Regions from separate parts of the Mus musculus genome. Here all the other regions are linked to region 3. A link is a contact called in public promoter capture Hi-C data. All regions are on one chromosome and are shown on one strand. Each heading gives the region's core, a stretch centred on a gene start, on an enhancer-like site or on the middle of the called end of the contact. The rest is flanking DNA. Distances are from core to core; before and after follow the strand shown.

Evidence for each region. Promoter capture Hi-C pulls out the DNA fragments that hold promoters and counts their contacts.
Region 1: a promoter capture Hi-C map of pre-B cells shows a contact between it and region 3. The contact joins the promoter of Mcm3ap here to the promoter of Specc1l in region 3. A contact is called at or near these places in 3 of 39 promoter capture datasets (cranial neural crest, pre-B cells and second pharyngeal arch cranial neural crest).
Region 2: a promoter capture Hi-C map of erythroid cells shows a contact between it and region 3, with 13 times the contacts expected there. The contact joins the promoter of Pcnt here to the promoter of Specc1l in region 3. A contact is called at or near these places in 1 of 39 promoter capture datasets (erythroid cells) and 1 of 484 Hi-C or Micro-C datasets (muscle stem cells).

Annotation. Positions count from the first base shown.
Region 1 is chr10:76,467,410-76,470,950 of GRCm38.p6, reverse strand. It overlaps Mcm3ap (minichromosome maintenance complex component 3 associated protein), which reads right to left and starts at 2,049. Exons shown (of 29, transcript NM_019434.3): 1 at 1,737-2,049; 2 at 1-1,002. The coding sequence starts at 896. It overlaps Ybey (ybeY metallopeptidase), which reads left to right and starts at 1,837. Exons shown (of 5, transcript NM_172550.4): 1 at 1,837-2,177; 2 at 2,565-2,794. The coding sequence starts at 2,585.
Region 2 is chr10:76,441,256-76,444,559 of GRCm38.p6, reverse strand. It overlaps Pcnt (pericentrin (kendrin)), which reads left to right and starts at 1,648. Exons shown (of 42, transcript NM_008787.3): 1 at 1,648-1,995. The coding sequence starts at 1,942.
Region 3 is chr10:75,209,838-75,213,404 of GRCm38.p6, reverse strand. It overlaps Specc1l (sperm antigen with calponin homology and coiled-coil domains 1-like), which reads right to left and starts at 1,332. Exons shown (of 16, transcript NM_153406.3): 1 at 1,186-1,332.

The DNA.
Region 1 (3,541 bases), core at 800-3,299, 1.3 Mb before region 3:
TGTCTCCTCGGGGAGCGATCCTGGTCCTCTTTCCTCTTTAATCCCTTCATGAGGGTGGGAAGTGGCTCCACCTGGGAGATGGCTTCCTCACATCCTTGGCGGAGGCTTGGTTTGTTAGCTGGGAAGGGCTCCCCCAAAGATCCTGGTGACGCTGTGGGGAAAGTACTGAAGCTACTGTTTGAGCTTCCAAACGCTGACGTAGAAACCCTCTTCTCTTCTTCTACATTTTGGTTAGACAAAGGAGAGGCAAAGGCAGGAGTATTACTAGTAACTGGTTTCGAAAAGATAAAACTTGAGCTAGTCACCGAACTATTTGTCACCTGTGGGAAAGAAAAAGGGGTCAGGCCTCCAGACCCGCTACCAACGGGATGGGAAAATGTAAAAAATCCAGAAGAAATCTGGCTCTGGGTTTTTTCTGGCTCTGACTCAGGCCCCGGTATCGGTTTGAAGACTGCATTTTCCAGAGGTTTAAACTTGAATTCCGTCTTCCGAAAGCCAGAACCTGCTACTTCTCCGGTTTCTGGCCCAAAAGTAGCGCCACTTGGGAAAACCCCAACACTAGAGGTTGACTTAAAGCTGAATGCCGTATTGCCGGGCACAGAGGAACTCGAAGTAGCTGCGAAAGAAGGTGTGGATTCGAGACTAGAGAAGAGTCCCACACTTGAGGTTTGGGTGAGTCCAAATGCTGGCAAGGAGGAAGAATGGCTTCCTCCAGAGGGTGTTGCAAAGCTTGGTACTTGTGAAAACGCCAGGCTCTTGCTGGGTGTGCTGTTCTGTCCAAAAAGGGAAGGCTGGCCAAATCGAAATGGTGATTTAGTCTGATATGTTCCCGTGGTGCTGGAAGATACCGCAAAAGCACTGGGCTGCTGCCCTCCGAAGGGGTTCACCGGGTGCATCTTCAAGCCAATTATCTGAAGGCAATAAATATGGACTATACACAAGTAGCTCTCCTCTTTAAATTATCTGTTGCCAGGGGAAGCTCTCCTTCATCCTCAGGATGACCTGGAAAAAAAAAAAAAGGTTAGGACATCACAGCATATTTTGCTCCAACTCTTAAATCACAGAAATTCTAAGACAATTATTTAAAAGGCAAGGGCACAACGGGCCGCCGACCACTCACAGATCAACAGGTTTTGGACACAGGGTATTAGAAATGGATTATGGTGTAAGGGAGGTTTAAAGATTTTTTTTTCTTTTTCTTTTCATTAAAGACAAGGTCTCGTAAAACGGGCTTGGTGGCGCATGCCTTTAATCCCAGCACTCGGGAGGCAGAGGCAGGCAGATTTCTGAGTTCAAGGCCAGCCTGGTCTACAAAGTGAGTTCCAGGCCAGCCAGGGCTATACAGAGAAACCCTGTCTCGAAAAACCAAAAAAAAAAAAAAAAAAAAAAGACAAGGTCTCGCTTAGCCCAGGCTTGCCTCAAGCTTACTACAATCAAGCACAACCTTAAGTTCCTTTCTTCTGCCTCGGTCTCCCTTCTGCTGGGACCACAGGTGTGCTCCAGCAGGCTTAGGTGAAGCCTGATCCGTTATGATTAAAATAAAAATGCAAAGCATTTTATTCAATTGATACCTTCTCGGGGAAAAAACAAGCAAACAAACAAACAAACAAAACCTCAGTAATAAGACGGGAACACATCACTTATCAGATTCTTGCGATCTCCAAGGCAAAATAAATAAATAAATAAATAAAAACACAAAAACCGTAATTTAAAATGTTACTGCTTTGGGTTCCTACCATCTCATTTTTCTCCCGGTAACTCGAACTTGCGATGCCCTGGTCTAGAAATAATAGCTTTTTATCCCCGATGCTTAACACTCCGGAAGCCGGCCGCTAGGTTAACAGACGCCTTCGAGCGAAGACTAGTGAAGGCCTTCAGCAACTCGGCAAAGACACAAGGGACAGCGGAGGCCGCGGAGGGAGGAGCAAGTCCGCCAGATACGGCCACTGTCGCCAGCGCTTGTGCTCGCCCACAGTCTGCGTGCAGCCTCTACCGGGCCCACCGCACCGCAACAAACCGGCCACTGGAGCGGGCTCTTGGGTGTGCGCTACGGACATCAAATTTGTAGGACCAACTTCCGGTCCTCCGCATCCGGCTTCCGCTCTCTGGGGTGTGCTGCTGCTGATCTTCCGGCAGGCGGCCCGCCAGACCCCCGACCTTCTTCACGGTCGGATTCGGTAAGTGCACGGCGATCCCGCATTGTGCGGCGTGGAAGCCCCTCGTTCGTGCGTGGATCCTCCAGCCTGAGTGCCCGAGAGACGCTGGACCCACAGCGACCCCATTTGCTCACCCACACTCATCCTCACCTGGTCCTGCACCATTGCAACCGCCCCAAACCACTTGCCTTATTCTGCACGTTGTGCCCAGTCTACCCTGTTTATTAGTTTCCTAGGGTAAATAAAGGTGATTTCCCTTAGCATTGCCACCAGATAAATCCCATCAAATAAAGTTTTATTGTGAGCGCGTGTGTGTTTTTACATAACTTATCACTCTCTAGTAGTTACGGGTCTTTTCTCGAACTTTAACCACAGGTTCCTTCCAACCATTTTTTTTTTTTTTTAAAGGGCTGGGTGTTCTTCCCGAAATGAGTTTGGTGATTAAAAATCTGCAGCGGGTGGTCCCCATCAGAAGAGTGCCACTTCGCAGGAAGATGGATTTAGTCAGGAGTATCTTAGGAGTGAAGAAATTTGACCTGGGGATCATCTGTGTTGACAACAAGACTATTCAGAACATTAATAGGATCTACAGGAATAAAAATGTCCCAACTGACGTGCTTTCTTTCTCATTTCATGAGGTAAATATGTATACCTCATATTTAAAATAAATATATATGTATGTATATATGTTCTTCTCGTACAGCTTACCTTCCTTCCAGAATAGTTCCTGTTAATTACATTACAGATCTGGTTATCTTTGATTTTGAAGTTTTCTGGAAATGCACTGAAGTCTAGCCTGGTGTGACTGTGCATGCCTTTAATCCCATCTATCCAAGAGGCAGAGGCAGTCGAATCTTTGTGAGTTCAAAGCCACCTTTGGTCTGCCTGGTTAGTTTAAGGCCAGACAAAAGCCACATAAGAAGCCCCTTTCTCAGCCGGGTGGCAGTGGTGGCACACACCTTTAGTCCTAATGCTTGGGAGGCAGAGAAAAGCAGATCTCTGAATTCAAGTCCACCCTGGTGTTACAGAGTGATTAACAGGACAGCCAGGGCTACAAAGAGAAACTCGGTCCAAAAAAAAATCCTCTCTATCTCAAAAACAAGCAAATAAAAAACAGAAATGAAGCAATATGACATAGACCCATTAAGTATGTCTAGCCCTAAACATCACAATTCCTCTATGCAGGGACCACTCTCACTAACTCAGTGCCCTCAGGAAATTCAAATAAGAGTGTCTGCAGTTTTAAGTGTACCTCAGTAGTAAATGCTTGGACAGAAAAGTAAAAACTGGTAAGCATTATCAACAGATTCCCTTGCGATAGATAGCTACAAGGAACCACATTGTCTAAATAGCTTCCCCCATTGTTAGCAGAAGAAATGGGAATA
Region 2 (3,304 bases), core at 399-2,898, 1.2 Mb before region 3:
TTGGGCTTTAAGCAAGCAAGTCTTTTTATTTTATATTTACATAGGGTCTCTCTTTTTAGCCCTGGCTGGCCCTGAACTCAGAGACCCACCTCTCCAGTGCTGGGTATAAGACACGTGCCACTATACGAAGCAGGGATTTCCTTAGTGAGTGAGGGGGTAATTTAGATCCCAGAACCCACATCTGTTGACGCACAATTGCCTGTAACTCCAGCTTTAGGGCATTTAACACCCTCTTCTTACCTCTAAGGATACCTGCCAGTTCCACACAGAGACACAAACATACTCATAGTTCAAAGAAATAAATATTATTAGGTATTTATTTATACTTTAAAAATTATTTTATGGGTACCAATGTGCGCCACATGAGTTTTTGGTGCCCTCAGAAGCCAGAGGTGTGCATCAGATCCTCTGAACTGGAGTAACAATTGTGAGCCACCATTGGGTACTGCGAATCAACTGGGGGTTCTCTGGAAGAGCAGCTAATGCTCTTAACTGCTGATCTCTCCAGTCCTTTAAGTTTTGATATGTAAAATATGACCGACCACCCTTCAAACATTCCTTAAATATTGCATGGCTCAAAGACTGAGACCAACATATCCTAGAGGATAGGTCTGTCCAGAGGGACCCCCACCCACTCAGTGTTTTCATCAGTGCAAGAGACACTTCCTAAGAGGCTTGAAGTCTTTTGAGTCATGAAAGTGAAACAATTTATTTTTTGGATCTTGTAAAGTTGGGTGTCAGCCTAGAGAGAAGGCAAAAACGGCTGTCATGCAGATTTGGTATAAAATAGGTTTTATAGCCCTTACGGCATTTCCCTGTTCCCAAATTCCACACTACTGAGTTCTTCAGGAGGATTCATTCTTATAGGCATTACCCTCTCTCCAGCTTCCCTATCCTATCCGTGCAGGATGCAAAGCTCTTGACATATATCCTGGAGCTCAGATCCTCTCCTTTTATGTTAGTCATGTTAACAGCCTGCAACGTTTCAACCCAATGATAAATTAATAAATGTTAGGCAAGAAAGAACCTGCTGCCGGCTAGGGAATCCAAGGGCCCAATCCTCCTAATTTCCTGTAATCCACCGATGAGCTTTAAACGCGCCTCTTACTACAAATGGACCATAGTTTCTTTATTTCCTTATGGCAGAAAGACTTTCCTGGTAGAGGTGATGGATGGAGTGAGAGTCAGGTGCCTGAACACACAGCGACTCTGTACATTGAAGCGTGTGCGTGAATGCAAAACGGCCCTGGGTGGCAACTCTGGGGTCCACTGGGGACAGCGGTCTAAGTTTTAGGTGTCATTCAATGAGTAACTCTGGCTATACTCTGTTCTTTGGATTTGGATTGAAGACAGGGGACCGTGTTCAGGAGGGGCCGAAGTGGTCAAAGAAGGGAAGCAGGACTCCCAGTTGACTGCACCTGAGAACCAAAAGTGGGGGCTGGTGGATCCTAGAGGATGCCCCAGTGTTCGCAGAAACACATCGCGACAGAAAAAACGACTTTGGCAAAGTGCGGGAGAGAGTGCCCAGAGCGCACCGGAGGCATGGAGAGCCGCTGGTATGTAAGTCCTCCTCCTGTCGGGAGAGGGCGATAGGTAGCACCGCCTCGGGAAAACGGTTTGTCCAAACCTTCCCGCCGCCCAGTCGACGAACGCCCGCGAGCCCCGGGAACGCCGCGCCTCGCTCATTGGCGTGGATGAAGAGGGTGGAGAGCGTCGGCGTACCAATTGGGGACCAGAGAGATGGCTCTCCGCCCTTGGAGCGTCAGCGGAGCGCGCGTGCGCAAGGCCACACGGGGCTCCGGATTGGCGGGGCGAAGCTGACAGTTGTGTGTATGGGGGGTGGGGAGGCGAGTGGGTGAAGGGAGGGAGTGTAAATAGAGCGAAGGCGGTGTCGCCGCCGCCCTGTCACCTCCGAGCGACTCGCCGGGAGCCCAGGTGGAGATGGAAGACGAGCAGGAGCAGCGGCGCAGGAAGGTGGAGGCTGGGAGAGCCAAGGTTAGACGGTAGCATCCTTCTCTCAGCTTTGCGGTGGGGAAGAAATCCTAAAGCGGTTCCGGTGCTCAGACCGCCGCTTGACACAAGCGGTGGCGGTGGAGCAGTGGGAACTGCCGGGCGCTTGTCCTTCCCGCCGCTTCTGCGGAATTCACTTCCTAGGCGCCGCCATCTTGAATCCAGCGCCCTCTGTCTCGCTCCGCCCTATTACACCCACAGCCAATCAGCGTCAGAGACGTACGACTTGTAGGTGGGCCCGAGCGCCATGGGCGGGTCCTGGTCACCTAGCATTCTTAGTTGTTGTGCTTCCGGTGCTCAGGCACTTTCCTGAGACTAAACTGTCCAAGGCTTTTTAAAGACCGTCTTCAGACTTTATTTTCCCAGGGAACCAAGAACTTTGCTCCCTAGTGGTGTCCTGTTGTTGTATTTCGTTGTTCGCTCTCTGGCCGGGCCCCACAACTGCCATACTACCGAGGGTCCTCTTCTCACCTCCTTCTGCCTCAGATTTTGAATTTGTTTGAGACTCTACCCTGGGAACACTTGTGGCTGTTAAGATAGTTGTTTTGTTTTTTTGTTTTGTTTTGTTTTGTTTTTTTCGAGACAGGGTTTCTCTGTATAGTCCTGGCTGTCCTGGAACTCACTTGGTAGACCAGGCAGGCCTCGAACTCAGAAATCCTCCTGCCTCTGCCTCCCAAGTGCTGGGATTAAAGGCATGCACGACCACTGCCTGGCAAGATAGTTATTTGAAAGGTGATGGGGATTCAGAGGAAGAGAAGGTGCGAACATTTTGGAAGTGGATCTCTGGCCAGCTATCATGGCTGTGGAACCAGAGGCTGTGTCCCTACCCTGTACTGTCAGGACAGTATAGCTATAGCCTTCATGAAAGGGCTGTGTTGATTTTGTGGTTCGCCTAGTAACAGCAATTCTTCATTTGTGTCAACAACCCCACCACCACTATCACCCTGCACCCACTTCGAAAAAACATGCAAAATACACAGAGGAAATGAGAGCACAGCAATGTCAGATTACAGGTGCCGGCCAGAAGCCATTGTGGCCCTTATGGGGTATAAGCTGGGCACATGTAGATAGACACTTTGAGAAATGAGGGCATGTGAAGTTTAGTACTTCACCAGGGGAACTGGTGTCTGTACTTGGGTGGGTTTGTGAACCCAATTAGATATCCTTAGGGAGATGGAGGCTAATGAGACGAACCAGAAGGCCACTCATTGAAGGTTCATGGCCAGAGACCAAGTACATGCTGCAGAGGGCGAGCTCTGAGGCAGACAGTTGCATTCAGTGGAGAAGGCAAGAG
Region 3 (3,567 bases), core at 83-2,582:
AAAGAGGACCAACCGAACGGTGCCTTTAATGCCTATGCAACAACGCTGGTGCCTCATTCCAAACCTTTAGATAGAACTGTTGTTGCCTGTAGTCCACAGCTGATTTCACCTCAAGATTTAGCTTCCTGAATGACAAGAAGCCTTCCTGGGCTCCGCGATTTGTTTTTTGTTTTGTTTTTGTTTGTAGTTTGAGACAAGGCCTTACTCTGCAGCCCAGTTGGAGCTCATCCAGCCTTGGCCTCGGGATTACAGGTGTAGGCCAAACTTTACGATTCTCTGTCATGACAGTCAAAGGGTGCCCCCTCACCCCGCCGCACTTTAGGACTGATCTTCAAGAGAGTGAAAACAAAAACAAAAACAAAACAAAAAACAAACAACAAAAAAACCCAAAACAAAACAAAACAAAAAATCAAGGATGCCTGCATTTGAATGATCACAGAAATTTTTGTTTGGTTTTAGGCGGCTAAGCCCACCAGAAACCGATTTCTTTTCTAGTGTTCTCTGGGGTATCGCCACCATCTATCTATCTCTCTCTCTCTCTATCTCTCTCTCTCTCTCTCTCACACACACACACACACACACACACACACACACACACACACAAGCCTCTAATGAAAATGCACACACACACACACACGCCTCTAATGAAAATGCAGCATTTCTTCAACAACACACAGAAACATCCACATCCAATCTGACATAATTAGCCAAGTCTCAAGAATAAAGAACACTGCCAGCTTCCAACAGCCAGGTCCTAACACTGCAGGGCGCAGCCTTCGGGGGACCTCCGCTCCTGCTCCCCACCCTCAATGCACCAGATGGGGAGGCAACCTGTCCCAGCCCAGGGCAAGGAACTAGGATGAATGCCCGGTCTCTCCCGACACCACAGGGAACACAAGCACCAGGGTCGCACCCAGCCTCTCCGCAGGGATGAGACCCCCAGCCAGCTGGGTACCACGCCAGCCTGGGTTCCCGGGGGATCTGCGGGGCAAGCTGTGAGGTCCGCCCGGGCAGGAGACGGCGCAGGCGCGGGATGGCTGGGGATGGGGGGGGTGACGAGGGGGGACAGCGCAGGCGCGGGGCCGCCAGGGTCTGCGGGGCCGCCCGGGCCTGGCCGCGCGGGCGGCGCTGAGGAGACGAACGTGCCCGCGGCACAAGCGGAGAAGACCCTGCCCCGGCTCTTACCGCGCGGCACCGCCTCGCTCACTCGCTGGCTCCGGGCTGGGGCCGGGCGGCGAGCTCGCCCGGTGGCGCGGCCCGGTCCGTTGAGTCCGGCCTCAGGGCAACAGCCAACCCCACGGCGCCGCTCCCTCGGCCCGCCCTGTCTCCCTTGCGGCTCCCGCCCTCCGCCCGCCCCTTATCCACCGGTGCCGCCCCCTTCTACTCCCCGCGCATGTGCCGTGATCGGCGCCTCCCTGGGCTGCTACTGCGCAGGCGCCAGCTGTCACACCTCCTCTTCGCGCTGAGTTCTGGACCGCGCACGCGCTGTGCTAGTCGGCGGTGCAACTAGATAACTGCAGTCTTTTGTGCTGGAAGTGCTCCTAGTCTCTCGTTTTTCCTCCAAGGCAAATAGGTCCGCTCTGGTTGAAATGTATGTTTACAGTGTGCTGAACCCGACAGTTGAGAAAAATGCACATGCCAGGCACCCATTATGTTCCCAGCACATGAGCAACACCGGTCCCTACTCCACCCATTAAAGGGAACAAGATCACTAGCATTATAAAGTTAAAGAGTTCTATAAGCTTATGTAATTCCTGTGTAGTTTTTATTTTACTTTTTAAATTTGTAAATGGCTCTATTACTATAATAAAAGCACCATGACCAAAAGCAACCTGGGGAGGAAAGGGTTTATTTGGCTTACAACTCCCAGGTCACACACCATCACTGAGAGAAGTCAGGGCAGGAACTCAAAGGAACCTGAAGGCAGGAACTGAAGCAGAGAAGCTTTGGAGAAACACAGATTGTTGGTTTGCTCCTCATGCCTTGCTCAGCCTGCTTTCTTATATCATCCAGGATCCCCTAGGGGGTCACACCACATCCTGGTGAGCCTGGCCTCTCCCACATCAATCATTAACCAAGAAAATGCCCTATAGATTTGTATATAGGCAATCTAACAAAGACATTTTCTCAACTGAAGTTCCTCTTCCCAGATAATGGTAACTTAGATCAAACTGACAAGACCTAGCCGGAACATTATTCTTTGATGTTTTCTTTTTAAGAATTTAATCTCTGATTCACTGGGCATAGTGGAACATGCTTTTAATATCAGCACTCAGGAGGCAAAGATGGATCATCTCTGTGAGTACCAGGCCAACGTGGTCTATATAGCCAATTCCAGGCCAGCCATTGCCACATGGTGAGACCCTGTCTCAAATAAATTAGCAAATAGATAAATAAATAAATAAATAAATAAATTTAAAGATTTTGTATATGGATATTTATGTATATGAGTACACCGTTGTTGTCTTCAGACACACCAGAAGAGGATGTCAGATCTCATTATACATGGTTGTGAACCACCATGTGTACACAGGTTGCTGGGAGCTGAACTCAGGAGCTCTGGAAGAAGCCAGTGCTCCTAACCATCTCTCCAGCCCCCCCCTAAATAAATAAATAAATATCTCTGAATGCATTTCTAAGAAAATTTACATGCCTCAAAATTCAAAAATCACCATTTCAACATATTCAGTACCCTACAATTCCTCACATAGTTTCCACTCCTCAATATCAATATCCCTTGACATCATTTATGAACAGAAGCAAATATTTAAATTACGATATGCACTATTTTACTACCTCAATACACAGATGGCATCACACTGTACCTCTTGATCTTTAATTCTTCCTTCTTAACCAGCAGAGCCACAATACATTAGTACATTGAGCCAAAAAAAAAAAAACAAAAACAAAACCTGGCTTTGAACCTTGGATGCATTACATAATAGTCCCTTTGCTTTCTGGTTTACCCACTACAAAACATATGCTGTTATAAATTTTTATGGAGGTCAAATAGGATTAGCACTTAAACAGGCCTTACCACGTTATCCAGAACCCTGGACTTCCATTGCGTAGCAAATATAAATAAGTGGGTATTAATTCTCCATCTGTTTAGGTATTTGTAGTTCAAAATCAACTCAACCATTTCAATCCAAATACCACCCAGGTGGTAATTTTTTGAGGCCAAAGTTGAGGTTCAAAAAGGTATGTCATGCCAGGTGGTAGTGGCTCACACCTTTAATCCCAGCACTTGGGAGGCAGAGGAAGGCGGATTTCTGAGTTCGAGGCCAGCCTGGTCTACCAAGTGAGTTCCAGGACAGCCAGGGCTACACAGAGAAACCCTGTCTCAAAAAAAAAAAAAAAAAAAAAAAAAAAAAAAAAAAAAAACCAAAACAAAAAACAAAAAAATCAGGTGCATTTCAAACCATTTTCTATAGTTCCTAGAATTGTTTAAAAAAAAAAAGATTCAAAGGTCAATGATAATCTAAGGACCTTTCCTCTGCCAATTCCTCCCTCTAGCAATAATTTCCTCATGCTAGCCACTGCTCCTCTTCTCTCTCCCTCTCCCTC